Linked DNA regions of Sus scrofa: all the other regions are linked to region 4. The links are chromatin contacts, called in public HiChIP or PLAC-seq and promoter capture Hi-C maps. All regions are on one chromosome and are shown on one strand. Each heading gives the region's core, a stretch centred on a gene start, on an enhancer-like site or on the middle of the called end of the contact. The rest is flanking DNA. Distances are from core to core; before and after follow the strand shown. Region 1 holds the start of SLC39A13 (zinc transporter ZIP13). Region 2 holds the start of MYBPC3 (myosin-binding protein C, cardiac-type). Region 3 holds the start of NUP160 (nuclear pore complex protein Nup160). Region 4 holds the start of CELF1 (CUGBP Elav-like family member 1).

Region 1 (3,558 bases), core at 958-3,457, 140 kb after region 4:
CAGAGTGAAGTTAAGAAACTTGCCCAATGCCACCCAACCCTTAGATGCAGAGCCAAGATCTGAACCCATGCAGCCTGGCATCCATACTTCCAGCCTCGCCTCTTGCTTCTCGGTGAATGTTGGCCGACTTTCACTGTTTCAGAATAAACCAGTGCACAAACAAATGGACAAATGAGCACAGCTCACTGGACCCAGGTGAGGAATTATGCTCTGTCCCCACCCTTACTTCAGACACACTGTGACTCGGGACACGGGACCCGGCTCTCCCAGAAAGAGCAGCAGCATGTTTCCCATGCTGCCGGCTGCCCCTGGGAGCCAGAGGAGGGTCACTCACCTTCCGAGCGCAGCGTGGTCCCCATCTCCAAGGGAATGACGAGCAACGGAAAGACCCCGCTGAGCCCCACCAAAAGTGAGCCCAGGAGGGAGCAGATCCAGGTGTCCAGCCTCTCTCCGCTCAGCAGGGCCCCCCAGGACTCACTTTCCTTACTGTCCAGGCGACAGGCCGCTGCCACCCCCTGGCTCCGGAGGGCCTGTTGGGATCCCCCAGCCCCTCCCAGGAGCTCCAGGGCAAGAGCAGTGAGCAAGAGGAGCCTTTGTCCTGCCATGCCACAGCCAGGGCAGGGACATCCAGGCATGCCACGTGCTGAAAAACACAAAGGCCACTTACGTGAGCTGCCACCCTTGGCCGCACACCTGCTTAGGAAACGTGGCATCTTAACCCTCCCCCCACTCCCAGAGGCCTTGGCACCGGCCCTCCTGCCTGCCTCCCCCTGGGGCCTCTGAGGACCCGAATGATGGGTGCATGGAGCAAAGCGGCTCTGCCCCTCCTCACCTCACTCCCAAGGACCACACATTTTTTCCTTGGGAGCCACTTCCAGACTGTGTGTCAGCCTGTCCGCCTGAGGCTAAACTTTCCTTAATGACAGGGTGAGGCGCTGGCTAGGTTCCCCTCAGCCACTGGCAGGCCTGGCCCAGCTGGATGTCTGGCTGCCAGGGGAGGCTTTGGGCCGGGATGTCCTCCAGTGAAGCACCCCCAGGGACAGAGGCCGGCACCACCTAGCTTGGTGGGGCAATAGGAGGAGTGCAGGTGGGGAAACCAACCAGCTGATCTAGATTAGGATCATTAGGGCTTCTTCCTAGGAAATGGGCCAAACAGGAGGTGGGACTGAAGACAGAGGCTCCTTCAGTTAGGAGCTGCCTCACAGATGTATAGAGCACAGGCTTTGAAGACCTGCCCTTGACTTTGTGCTCTGAGCTTATAGCTGCTGGTTGGGGGTAAATCCCTGAAGACTCTCTCTGAGCCTCAGTCTCCTTCTCTGTAGGATGGAGAGAATTTGCCTCCCTCACACAAATGAGATGAGCTTGCTAAACAGGTGAGCATGCCTGGCATGGATCAGGCACAGAAAGCCCTCCTTATGCTGCTGGGACCCAGGAGCAGTGGACACCTGGAGTGCACCCAGCGGATGGATCACAGGACCTGGATGTGAGTCAACCAAGAGGGAAGTACAAATCTGGAAACTCAGGCATGAGGTTTAAATGTGGTCTTCCCTGCCTCATGCTGGCTGTGACCTTGAGCCAGTGATGGCCGTGCCTCAGTTTTCCGCATTTGCTGATGGAGTTGGGAAGGGGGCGGGGGCGGGGGCGGGGGCGGAAAGCAGCTGTTAAAGATGCTCCAGTCTAGGCTCTCCAGGCCTTAAATCCGCAGGGCTCCACTGGGGACCAAAAAGCAGGACTGAGCCAGGCCTGACTTGGAGGCGGCGGCGGGTCACTTAAAGGTTAGAGGACCACAAGTTTGGAACAGAAGAGAGGGTACCGAGGGAGTCAGCAAGCGGAGAGAAAGGAGAAAGCAAGGAGCGGGAGAGTCAGGAGTGGAGAGCTGGAGAGTGGGAGATGGATGCGGAAGGGGAGAGAGAGGGAGAGATGAGGAGCGACGCGTGGGGAGCCGGGAGAAGAGCCCAAGGAAGTTGAATTCCCGGGCTCTGGGCAAGAGGCCCAGGTCTGATCTAGACAAGCCGGGCCGAAGTCAACGGGATGGGCAGGGTTTGTCCCGCCTGGGGCATGGGCCCTGAGGGTCGGGCGGTCACTCACCTTGCGGCGGCAGCGGCGGCGCTACGGGCGGCCCCGGCCATCCAGCTGCGGAGCCCCGCCCCGCCCCGGGTCTGCCCCGCCCGGCCCGGCCACCCGGCCCCCGGCCCGGAGCCGCCCCCCGCGCGCGGCCACGTCACACGGGACCTGTCCGGAACCCGACGCGCCGCGCGCCGCGGGGTAGTGGGGGAGCGGCCGTCGGAGCGCGCTTCCGCCTCGCGGCCATGGGGGACCCGGGCGGCTGGCGCACTTCCGCTCCGGCCGGACCGGGCACAGCGGGGAGGGTCGAGCGGAAGTGGGAGCCCGCTGGACACCGCACTCGGTCGGGCTAGGCAGGGCGTAGGCGGCGGCCTTCTAGGGACCACGAGCGGCCGGGTGGCTGGGCTTGAGGGCCTGGCCGCCGCTTCCTCTCTCGGGTGGCAGTCCCGGCCGCGGCCGCACGGGGGCGCGCTCGGCTTCTAGACTGTGCCGTTCCGAGCCGGGGCCGGGGCCGGTGCTGGGGCTTGGGGCCGGGGTCGGGGTGGGAGGATGGCTGCGGCACTCCTTCTCTGAGTCAGCCTGGTCTGGCTCCTCCATGAGCAAGGGAAAGGGGAAGTGTCTGCCGCAGGGAGGGGCCTAGCCTCGGGAACCTCAGAAGAGGGAATTTTATTCTTACTCATCGAATTATTTTTATGCTTTGGTTTTTCACTGGGAACCTCAGGCCTTTGTCTCCAGGGCTTGTAACCCTTTGGAGTCCAATGCACGGTGGCTTGACACTGCTGCTGGTAACTCCAAACCTGGGGGAGCAAGAGCTCTGTGCTTCCCTCACCTCAGATTAAGGCAGCAAACAATAGCATTATTATTATAACCGCAGTTTATTGCTGAACACCTGCCATTTACTCTGCTTGCATTGTCTTAAAGAACCCTCAGCCTAGCCCATTGAGGTGGGGTAGTTAGCCCAGGGTCACACAATAGCACGGATGACAGAGCCACAATTGAAACCTGAATATTCCTGAACCCAGGGCATGTGACAGCAGCTCTCATTTCTAGAGTCTTAGGAATCTGGCTTGGCATTTCCACTTTGCATCCTTCTCTGGGAATCAGCCAGGACCACCTATACTCAGGAACGGGCCCTTGGGTACTCATTTGGACAGAGATTGTGACAGGGTGGGAGTCTCTAAGCCTCTGACCCTCATCTGCCTCCTAGGGTACTTCCTTCATCCATCCTGTGTCACTTTCCCTTACTGGGGGCTCTGAGGGCACAAGTGTCATATGCTACACCAGTTGCCCTGTTCCACCTCACACTCCAACGCTGCCTTTCTTAGACCCCAATCCTACCAAGAAGGATCAGCTTTCCTCTGAAAGCCCCCTGTCTGCTTCCCCCTCAAGGCCCACAGTTCTGCCGGGACACCCTCCTCTTCCCCCGCCTAAGTTCTGAAGTGGAAACCCTAGGTTGATTACTTTGCAGAGGGAGGAGGAGGAGGACACTCAGGG
Region 2 (3,537 bases), core at 290-2,789, 180 kb after region 4:
CCCTCTGCAACGAATAAATTTTTTTTAGATGCCTCCATGAGCCTTAAGCTTATAAGCTGTAGGCTATGACCCTAGTGATGATTATAATAATAATAATGGCAACAACACTGGATTTTTTGGCCATTTTATTACATGTCATCCCTGAGGAGTGGTATCTAATAGCATCCCATTTTATAAACTGAAAAACTGAGGCTCTTAGAGGTCAAATAGTTTGTCCTAGTTCACACCACGAGTAAGGGGTGGGCTGGATCCCATCCCACGTGGGCTGCTACGTCATTGTAATGTGAGAAGCTTCACGTGTCTGCGAGAGGGTAACCCGTAGCTCGTAGCTCGGTCAGGAGCAGGAATTAAGCCCCAGAGCTCTTGTCAGCTGCAGTGTCCTCATGGGATCCTTGCCAGCAGGACCCTGGTACAAGCGAACCTCTCGAGTGTACCCTTGTGTCTGGTCCCTCTGGCTTAGAGCCTATGGCAGGGGAGAGACAGAAAAAGATGATCAGGGAAACCTGTAAGCTCTTGCTTCCAACAGTAGCAAGAAGAGGCAGCCAACAGTGTGGGACTGAGGAACTTTGCTCAGCAGCCTGCAGACCTCAGAGAACCCAGATTCTGGGGCCATTCCTGTTGGGACAGATTACCCCCCCCAACACACACTCTACCTCCTCGCCCCAAGGGCTTGGGCTGGGGAAGCCCATCCGCAACACCCCCTATGCAGGGCTCCTAGCCCCGAGCGAGGGAAATGGGCTCAGTTCCCTTTTAAAGAAGGCCCAGGAGCATGAGATGCATTTTCTGGTTTTGTTTGTGTTTTTGTTTGTTTGTTTTTGGCTGCACCCCTGGCATGAAGTTCCCGTGCCAGGGATTGAACCCGAGCAAAAGCAGTGACAACGTTGGATCCTTAACTAGGTGAGCCACATGGGAACTCCATGAGATGCCTTTTAAATGTGGTTAAAATGGCAGAAAAGAATGATTTCAGTGTTGAAAAGGCGAGTAGGTTTTGACCACATGGACAACGCTTGTGTATAGAATTCCTTCCCCCTGATGACGGGGGACAAATGAACTTCCCCGGTATTGGGTCTTGCTTGCAGTGGGTCACACGTAATTTCCTTCTTTCTGGGTAGCAACTGACATTCGTGATGTGACCTGGAGGTGGGTGTAGGGGCAGTCACGGGGCAGAAGGTCACAGAGAAATAGTGATTCAGGGCAGCCAGGATGCAGGGCAGCCCAGCCCAGGGTTTGTGCACATAACCGCTACCTGGCAAGGATGCGTTTGACCCATCAGCCTCAGACTTAAGGGCCCTGCACACTCCCACCACATGATTTACCTGTCAGAAGACGTACAGACAGGGCATGGAGTACCCCTGAAGTTCAGGGAGGATTGGGGGACAGAAGCTGTGATAGTGGGCTGATGGGGGAGGGGCCAGGGGCCAGCCAGGCACAATGGGGCCCCACATTCTCCTGGAGAGCCCTTGATCTCTGGAATTTGTCTATATTTAGCAGGTGGCTGGGCAGGGTGCAGATAAGGAGGGCCTGGGGAGGGGGCAGCCCCTTATATAGTAGGGGGACGGGTGCCTGCTCAGATTCTCTTTGGGGAGCCTGTGCCTGCTCGGTTCCTGGTGACCTCTCCGAGATGCCTGAGCCAGGGAAGAAACCAGGTAGCCCCAGGCCTGGGTTGGGGCTGAGTGTGGGGCAGGGAGGGCTGGGGGCATCTGCAATTGGGGGGGGCCTAGGAGCAAGTTCCTGAGGGGGATGAGGCCTCTGAGCCCCAGGACAGGGGGAACTGTCCTCCTGGGCCTTTTTTTTTTTTTTTCTTTTTTTAGGGCTGCATTCACAGCATTATGGAGGTTCCCAGGCCAGGGGTCAAATCGGAGCTGCAGCTGCCAGCCTAAACCATAGCTCATGGCAACGCCAGATCCTTAACCCACTGAGCGAGGCCAAGGATCGAACTCACATCCTTATGGATATTTGTCAGGTTCGTAACCAGCTGAGCCACAACGGGAACTCCATCCTGGGCCTTTTGCGATTCTTAGTTTCTCCTTTCCATCCTTCTGATGAAAGTAAACCAGAGTCAGGAGTACAGAGGGGAAGAGAGTCAGGGCAGAAAGCCCCAAGGGCAGTTGCTCTACTCTCAGGACGCAGGGAGACCCCTTCTCTGCCTCCATCCCATCCCTGCAGCAAAATTAGGCCTGGACTTGCCGTTTGGGAAAAAGTTGCTGCAGGAGGGCCCCCAGGATGACTCTAGACTTGAGCCAGAGTTCCCGTCATGGCGCAGTGGTTAACAAATCCGACTAGGAACCATGAGGTTGAGGGTTCGGTCCCTGCCCTTGCTCAGTGGGTTAACGATCCGGCGTTGCCGTGAGCTGTGGTGTAGGTTGCAGACGCGGCTCGGATCCCGTGTTGCTGTGGCTCTGGCGTAGGCTGGTGGCTACAGCTCCGATTCGACCCCTAGCCTGGGAACCTCCATATGCCGCGGGAGCGGCCCAAAGAAATAGCAAAAAAAAAAAAAAGGCATTCCCATTGTGGCTCAGCAGGTTAAGAAGCCAACTAGTATCCACGAGGATGCAGGTTCAAGGCCTGGCCTCGCTCAGTGGTTAAGGATCCAGTATTGCCGAAAGCTGTGGTATAGGTCACGGATGTGGCTCAGATCTGGCACCGCTGTGGTTGTGATGCAGGCCTGCAACTGCAGCTACAACTCAACCCCTAGCCCGGGAACTTCCATATGCCACAGGTTCAGCCCCAAAAAGAAAAAGAAAGTCTCAAATTAGACTTGAGCCAGTCTCACTCAACACTCTTAGACAAGTCCCTCCCCTCTGGGTCCCAGTTTCCCTATCTATACAACAAGGGGTTGGGTTGCCTCCTTCCAGCTTTGAAAGTCTTTGCTTTCTGACCCTGCACCCTTGTGGCCCCCACACCAGACATGGCCCCCCCACGCAGCCCCTCTGCTCTGGGAGAGGATGGTTAGGAAGCCCCTGAACCCCAGCCAAGGGCAGAGAAAGTCACAGCCCAGAGTTCTTACCAAGGTTGTCCTGGTCAGGGTCAGCTCCCCAGCCCAGCCCCCTCCCAGGCCAGCTTTATCTCAGTTGCTGATTCTCAGCCTGAGGCCCTTAGAGGCCAAATTTAGCCATGTCCCTTGCCAAGGGCCCCTGTTGGTGGGGGAAGGGGGGTTGGGCTTCCACAGGCTGGGAGGGTGATGTATCCAGGGATATACCCAGCAAAATTTGTGTGTGGAGGTTAGACCACAAGCTTGGCTGTGCCGCCTATAGGCTGTGTGATCTTGGGTAGGTCACTTAACTTCTCTGAACCTTGGAGTCCTCATCTGAGAAATGGGCATGATAGCTGCTCCTACTTCATATAGCCGCTGGAGTATTAAATGGGGTGATGTGATTTTCAGCATATTTCATCATTAAAGCACTTATCTCCATGTTTAATAAGAGGGGCTTCAGGGGTGGGGTGCATAGGCAAGCCAGGGGCCCCTGCAGACTCTGCTGGCCCCCCAGTCTCTGCCTTCAGCAAGAAGCCACGGTCAGTGGAGGTGGCTGCTGGCAG
Region 3 (3,376 bases), core at 90-2,589, 230 kb before region 4:
AGTGCAGGTTCAATCCCTGACCTTGCTCAGTGGGTTTAAGGACCCACTTTATCCCATGAGCTGTGGTGCAGGTCGCAGATGCAGCTTGGATGTGGCACTGTTGCGGCTGTGGCGTAGGCCAGCAGCTGCAGCTCCAATTGGACCGCTAACTTGGGAACTTCCATATGCCACAGGTGCAACCATAAAAAAGCAAAAACAAACCAACAACAAAAAAAATCCCCACAATTTAAGGACACGGCACAAGAGATGGCTGTCTATAAATCAGGAAGCTGACTCTCACCTGACGCTGAATCTGCTGGTCTCTTGATTTTGGACTTCCCAGGCTCCAAAACTGTGTGCAGTACGTGTTAGCTGTTTAAGCCACCCAGCATATAGTATTTTGTGAAACAAGAAGAAACAAAATGTAAGTGGTGTTTAGGAACAGTTAGAGTGTATTTGTAAAATGGAGAGGCAGGGAGAACAACAGCAAAATAAGATCAACTGGAGTTGTTTCCATTATCTAAGAATGAAATGTGGAAGACTGTTGAGGAAAAGTATGAATGTAAAGGAAAGACAAGAGAATGTTCCTGATATCTATTGCTGGCTAACAAATTACCCCAAACTTAGTGACTTTTGACTCTCTCACCAGACATCTCTCACTTTAAGTAACTTGAGAGCCCTTCCATGTGGTCTCTCCCCATGATTCCTCCAGGATGGCAACCCCAGGATAGCTGAATTTATTAGATGGCTTCCCTCCTAGTTAGCACTCCAAGAGAGAAACAGACTCTGTTAAGGCTAGTCTGGGAGTTTCTGTCCTGGTGCAGCGGAAGCAAATATGAGCAGGAACCATGTGGTTTCCGGTTAGGTCCCTGGCCTCGCTCAGTGGGTTGAGGATCTGGCGTTCCCATGAGCTGTGGTGTCGCAGAGGCGGCTCGGATCTGGTGTTGCTGTGGCGGTGGCATAGGCTGGCGGCTACAGCTCCGATTGGACCCCTTGCCTGGGAACCTGCATGTGCCGTGGGTACGGCCCTAAAAAGGACAAAAGACCCAAAAAAAAAAAAAAAATTAAAAGGCTAATCTGGCACAGAGTCACTTCTGCTGTGTTCAATGAGTTACAGCAGTTACAGAGCCCTCCCAGATTCCAGAGGAAGGGACAAAGACCCACCTCCTGATGGGAAAAAGTCAAAGAATTTGTGGTCGTCTTTAATCTGTCATGTTGATACATGAGATTTAGACTAACTTTCCCCTTGAAGACTGGCATTTTCCTCCAAATCCAGCATCTACTCTGCCCTAAATGCAGGTAAAGCACAAGACCTTCCAAACAGATCACAAATGGAAGATAAAGGAAATTTCTTTCACGTATGCAAGTGAGTAGCATTTAGGGGCTTCAAGCAGGTAACTGCATCAATGTTTAATTAAACACATTATGCTTCATTATACAAGAACACACGAATACAGTCTCTCGAAAAAACCCAACACAAAAGGCCACTCTGCCCTTCACTCCGCCCCCAACCCACGTCGCTGAAAGGTGAAGAAAAGGAGACCAGGCGGAGATTCACTGAGTAACACGGGGAAGCAAGGAGAGGCGATCAAAAGCTCGAAATCCAGTAGATGGCGCCCATCTGCGTGGCCTCCTAGGACCTCGCCCCTCCCTGGAGGCTCTGCCCAGCCGCTGCCCGCGCCGGAGTTTTTAAAATGGAAACAAACCCGGCTCCGCCCCCTTCCCTGAGGCCGCCGGGAAAATGGCACCGCCCCTTGGGGCTTCCTCGCCGGACACGCAAAGGTTCCTGCAGGTAGATCCTGCAAGCTCCCCCTGCCTCCTCTCATCTGGCTTCCTCCTTGCCCACCCTGTCTCCGGCCAGCTCGGTGGAAGCCTCACAACGGTGGGTCGGACAGGCCCTAGACCTTTCCGGGTTTCTTCACCTGTCCGCATCTGTGCTTGCTCCGCCCCCGGAAGTGACGACAGCCGCCCGGCTGGGCTGGTGTCCCGTCAGGCCTCGCGGCGGCGGCGGCGGGAAGATGGCGGCGGCGGGAGCCATGGAACGGAGCTTCGTAGAGCTCAGCGGAGCTGAGCGCGAAAGGCCAAGGCACTTTCGGGAATTCGCAGTTTGCGACATTGGTACGGAAGCATCCAGTAGGGCTCGATGCAGCTCCTGCCCTCGGGATCTTCCCGTGGATCCCTAAATCTCTGTCCTCCAGTTCATCCTCCTGAGCCCACATGCCTCCAGCCCCGGATTCAGAGCTTCATTAGTGTTCTACTTCTTTCTCTTTTTTTCCCCTTTTTGCATGGATTTTCAGTCTGTCACCCTCTGCTTTCTCAGCGCCCTCAGTCCGTGTCATCCCCTGAGAACCACGTGTGCAAGGGTGACCACTCTTCTTTTGCAGGAACTGCAAATGCAGTGGCCGGAGCTGTGAAATACAGTGAGAGCGCGGGAGGCTTCTACTACGTGGAAAGTGGCAAGTTGTTCTCCGTCACCAGAAACAGGTTCATTCATTGGTAAGTGCTGTGTTTGTCAAATCTCCCGAAAGGGCGTTTTGTTCGGCGGCTGAATTTTCGTGACTGTTCCCAAGGTGTCGTTTATTCTCCGAAGTGGTTATAGACAGGAAAAGAGAAAGACTGTTTCCTATTGATATCTGAGTCAGTGGAAAATTAAGCAGGCACAGAGTTCTGGAAGAGGTGCCCTCCCTGGCAGCACTAAAAAGAAGAAATGTAGCTTCGAGGGTAAAGCCCCAAAGATCAGTTCTAAGCATGAAGCCGTTATATTTTTATAGTGCTTTAAGCTTCCTTCATTCTACAAATTAGTCTTGAGTTTTTACATGTCAAGCACTGCTAGGTGTTCTAGGAGTGCAGGGATGAACAAAAACAGTCTCCATTTTCATCCTGCAAGATATAGTAGTGTAAGAATAGATGTGGACACATCTTTCATGGGGCAGTTTTGAGAAGGAAAAAGACATTAAGCTGGAGTTCCCTTGTGGTGCGACAGGTTAAGGATCTGGCATTGTCACTGCAACAGCCCAAGTTGCTGCTGTGACACAGATTCTTTCCCTGGCCGGGGATCTTCTACATGCCTCAGGTGTGACCCCCAAAACGCCATTAAGCTAATGACCCCACATAAGTATGTAAATGAAGTTTTTCATACTTCCCTCAGAGGAAAAGTATGAGAAGCTAATGGGAAAATCAGATGTAATTGGCGTGTCTGGGAAGGCCTGAAGTAAGTCACATTTCATCTGAAGGAGGAAAGGTTAGCTAGGCATGGAGTTGGGAGAGAGAGCAGTTTAGCAAGTGGGATCACCAAATGGAGAGTCCACAAGGTGGAAAGAACTTGACAAATTTGAAGAACTGACTGAAGCTCTGTGCGGCATAAGTGCATTGGGCAAAATGGAAAGTGATATGAGTG
Region 4 (3,573 bases), core at 445-2,944:
CACATAAAACTGTTAACAAGATCAAATATCAGCATTATAAATGTATATAAAATGGTAAACTGCACAGTGCAATTAGGAAATATGATAGTGTAAAATTTAGGGGCTAATTGTTCTGATCTATATGGTATCATAAACACTGTGATTAGATTTTTTCTTCCCCCAAGGGGGAAAGAAGTGCTTCCAACACATGGGAAAACACTTGAGGCTTCGGCTTGGGAGTCCATCAGTTTTTTGTGGTAAGGTATAATCAGTATTTGTGGGTATGAGAATTATTTGCTCTGGGAAGCCAGATGTTATAGAGAAATCATTTGCAAACCAAACCCATGAGTTACTTGCGTGTTGCTGGGGCCAAAGGGTCCCAGAACTAAGTTTTCTTTCTCTATCTGTATTTTACTATTCCACGATGTGTAGAAACTGTGGAATAAATGACATTGGCCTTTAAAACAAACAAACAAACAAACAATGAGTTCCCATAATGGCTCAGTAGTAAGAACCCCAAGTGGAATCCTTAAGTACTCTGGTTCCATTCCTGGCCTCACTCAGTGAATTAAGGATCTGCGAAGTCCTGAGCTGCGTCGAACTGTAGCATAGGCCAGCAGCCACAGCTCAGATTGTATCCCTAGCATGGGAACTTTCATATGCTGGGGGTGCAGCCCTAAAAAAAGCCAACACCCCAAAAAAACAAAGGAACGATCGAACTATTGTACTGTTTGCAGTCCACCTAGATCTTGGGATTCCTGGGTCACTCTGAAGGTCTTCAGGGACCTTACCTGGGTTATTGAAAAAAAAAAAAATCATGAAATTCCTATCATGGCACAGCAGAAGCAAATCCGACTAAGAACCACGAGGTTGCGGGTTCCATTTCTGGCCTCGCTCAGTGGGTCAAGGATCGGGCGTTGCTGTGAGCTGTGGAGCAGGCCGGCAGCTGTAGCCCCGATTTGACCCCTAGCCTGGGAACCTCTGTATACGGAGTGTGCGGCCCTAAAGAGCAAAAAACAAAAAACAAACAAACAAAAAAAGAAACTTAAAAAGAAAAAAAAATCGTGGAGAAGAAGGTTAGGGCTGGAAAATCAGTCTCTTAACAGCACCTTTATGAGCTTCCCAGCGCTGCAAGGATTTTTGCAAGGTTGTGTGCTCATACAGCCAATCATCCTGCTAACTCTGAAAGCTTGCAATACACTCACATTCCACATCTCAGTAGAGAAGGAAGGCCTGGATACTGCTGCTTGTCCGTTGGGTAGAAAGGAGGGTGTGTCATGTGCCCAGCGCTGGCCAAGCACCATCCCATTCACTCATCCATTCATTCATCAAATATTTTATTACGCGCATATTCAGTTCCAAGCAGAGGTCCTAGCCCACCAGTTCATCCAGAACTCCTGTGGGTGCGGGGCGCAGAGCCGAGAACTTCAGCTTCTTAAGCCAGGGGTCCTCCCACTCTTCCCAAGAGCAGTGCTGGGAGACAAAGAGACGTGCCCCTGCCGCTCCTAGGGCTGAGGGTTCCGCCCCAGGCCCCGGGGGCTCTGGCGCGGCTGCTTCTCCACTCCCCAGCCCCAGGGGGCGCTGCAGTGCCGGGCGCTCTGCCCGCCCCTGCGCGGTGCTCCGCTCGGATCCGCGCTGCGGGCGGCCCCGCGGTGGTACGTTCCCCCTCGCCGCCCTCCCCCTCCTGCTTGGCCCTCCCCGCCGGTGGTAGGTGCCGGAAGTGCCGCCATTTTGGGGTGTTCTGCTCTGGCGGCAGCGGCAGCGGCGGTGGGACGCGGAGGCTCCCCCGGGACTCGGCCTCAGCAGCGAGGCGGCGGCAGCGGCGGCGGCTGCGAAGGCGCAGGCAGCAGCTGAGGCAGCGGCGGGCTAAGGTGCAGCCGCTGGTGAGTGCGGCGGCCGCGGGATAACGGGCCGCGGGTGGGAGGGAGGGAACGAGGGAGGGAAAGGGGCAGGAGGGAGGCGCCGCGGGGCGGGTCCGGTCCGGGCAGCCGCGGGTCACAGGGCCCTCCGAGCGCGGCCGCTCCTAGTTCGCCGCGTCGTGGAGGCAGGTCTGCGGTCTCCTCGCGTGTGTCGGGGTCCTCCGCTGCCCGGGTTCCGCTGCGCTTGCCCAGCGCGTGCCCCCGTGCCTAGGGAGACCCGCCCTCCTCGTGGCCTTGCTTCTTTCCGCGCCCTTTGCCTGCACTCTCGGGGCCCAGAGGACTCAGTTCTCTGTCTAGGGGTAGTCGTTCCTCCTTTTTCCTGCCGCGGTGCCAGACCCAGGCTGCCTGCCCAGGACACCCCTTCCCTGCTCCTGTCGCCCCACGTGTTCTTGGTGCCTACCGTGGGGGGGTCCCCAGGACCCCTGCCTCTAGAGGGCTGAGCTTCCCCCGTGGTGCCTCGAGAGCCCCTGGTTGCTCGCCCCAGATCTGCTAGGGCCCTGGCTCGCCCTCCCCCCCATGTCAGGTGCTCACCCAGTCATGGCCTAGTAGCGGGGCTGGAATCTCGCACCCAGAAGCGCGGTGAGCTTTTTTCGTTAAGTACTTGGTTTGGATTTAAAGCCGCTGGTGTCTTGTGGTTCTCAAGGCAGGATGTTGTTTGAATTCTCTAGGACTGTTGCATGGGCTCTAAGTAGCTTCTCCTTGGTTTAGTCTTGTCCTCGTAGTTAAGGGATAGGTGGTGAGATTTTGGTCGGAGCCCGTTTTAGCAAAATGGAATCTTTTTCTCGCCAGCGAAGTAAATACTGTACTTTTTATTACTCTCGAGTGAAAAGGCTGTATAACAGTTTCAGATAGCACTGAGTGCTTTATAATGTCTGCAGTGTAAGAGGTTACAAATACCAGAGGAATCCTTTACAGAAACTTCACCGTTAATGAAGGTCTTTTCACTCTCTTTGATTCCCTGCAGTTTGGAGAGGCTTTAATTGCTTTCTTTCACCTTTTCCGCAAATGTTGGGTGGGATCTTTTCCACAAGTGTGACATCTTGTAGAGTGGTATGCAAGTTTCATTTTCTCCTTAAATTTTTGGTGAAGAAGAGTCTTCTCTCAGAATCACCAAGGGTTCGTTCTGTTTTAACATTAATAAGTCTACTTGGAAAATCATCCAGTTATCATAGCATAGTTATATATAACTATGGCTACAGGTCCCTCCTCTACCCCTGTGTTTTGATATTCTTCTAGCTTTACTTTGTGTGGTTTCTGATCTTGAGTTAGTCCTGATTGAAACATTGCTGTTAGTAAAGCAAAGCCGGCGCTTTCAGCTGTTGATTTAACCAGGAAGTTTATGGTTTCCCCAGTGGTTCTTTCCTCTTGACTGTCCACCACCTGTTTCCATTAAGAACGGTTCTCCGCCCAGAGCATAAGCCTCAGCTTCTTTCCAACCATTCATTCTTGTCCAGGGGCTTTCTTCTCAGGTGGTGCCTAGACTTAAAGTCTATTAGCTGGTGGGGTTATTAGAGATAGCCTTTTAAGCTTTTCCAACCCTTTCACTTTTCAGATGAGGAAACTGAGGTTAAGTGACTTACTTGCTCAAGATTAGGTAGCAAGTGCTCTTAGAACAGTTTCCACACAATTTTTTTTTAAACAATGTCATGAGCAGTAATGCATATCTGCCCTTTAA

What was found. Promoter capture Hi-C pulls out the DNA fragments that hold promoters and counts their contacts. HiChIP or PLAC-seq counts read pairs in DNA pulled down with a chosen protein or histone mark.
Region 1: a promoter capture Hi-C map of liver shows a contact between it and region 4, with 5 times the contacts expected there. The contact joins the promoter of SLC39A13 here to the promoter of CELF1 in region 4. A contact is called at or near these places in 2 of 5 promoter capture datasets (fetal liver and liver), 4 of 47 Hi-C or Micro-C datasets (embryonic fibroblasts, fetal heart ventricle, heart right ventricle and 1 more) and 2 of 2 datasets of contacts at active chromatin or transcription factors (alveolar macrophages and skeletal muscle).
Region 2: a contact with region 4 is called in an H3K27ac HiChIP or PLAC-seq map of alveolar macrophages. The contact joins the promoter of MYBPC3 here to the promoter of CELF1 in region 4. A contact is called at or near these places in 1 of 5 promoter capture datasets (liver), 4 of 47 Hi-C or Micro-C datasets (alveolar macrophages, embryonic fibroblasts, liver and 1 more) and 1 of 2 datasets of contacts at active chromatin or transcription factors (alveolar macrophages).
Region 3: an H3K27ac HiChIP or PLAC-seq map of alveolar macrophages shows a contact between it and region 4. The contact joins the promoter of NUP160 here to the promoter of CELF1 in region 4. A contact is called at or near these places in 1 of 5 promoter capture datasets (liver) and 1 of 2 datasets of contacts at active chromatin or transcription factors (alveolar macrophages).

Annotation. Positions count from the first base shown.
Region 1 is chr2:15,200,729-15,204,286 of Sscrofa11.1, forward strand. SLC39A13 (zinc transporter ZIP13) reads right to left here and starts at 2,208. Exons shown (of 10, transcript XM_003122808.6): 1 at 2,089-2,208; 2 at 335-643. The coding sequence starts at 635.
Region 2 is chr2:15,246,140-15,249,676 of Sscrofa11.1, forward strand. MYBPC3 (myosin-binding protein C, cardiac-type) reads left to right here and starts at 1,540. Exons shown (of 34, transcript XM_021085219.1): 1 at 1,540-1,646; 2 at 3,489-3,537. The coding sequence starts at 1,622.
Region 3 is chr2:14,838,717-14,842,092 of Sscrofa11.1, forward strand. NUP160 (nuclear pore complex protein Nup160) reads left to right here and starts at 1,340. Exons shown (of 37, transcript XM_021085052.1): 1 at 1,340-1,345; 2 at 1,776-2,097; 3 at 2,364-2,475. The coding sequence starts at 1,340.
Region 4 is chr2:15,064,830-15,068,402 of Sscrofa11.1, forward strand. CELF1 (CUGBP Elav-like family member 1) reads left to right here and starts at 1,695. Exons shown (of 16, transcript XM_021083082.1): 1 at 1,695-1,862.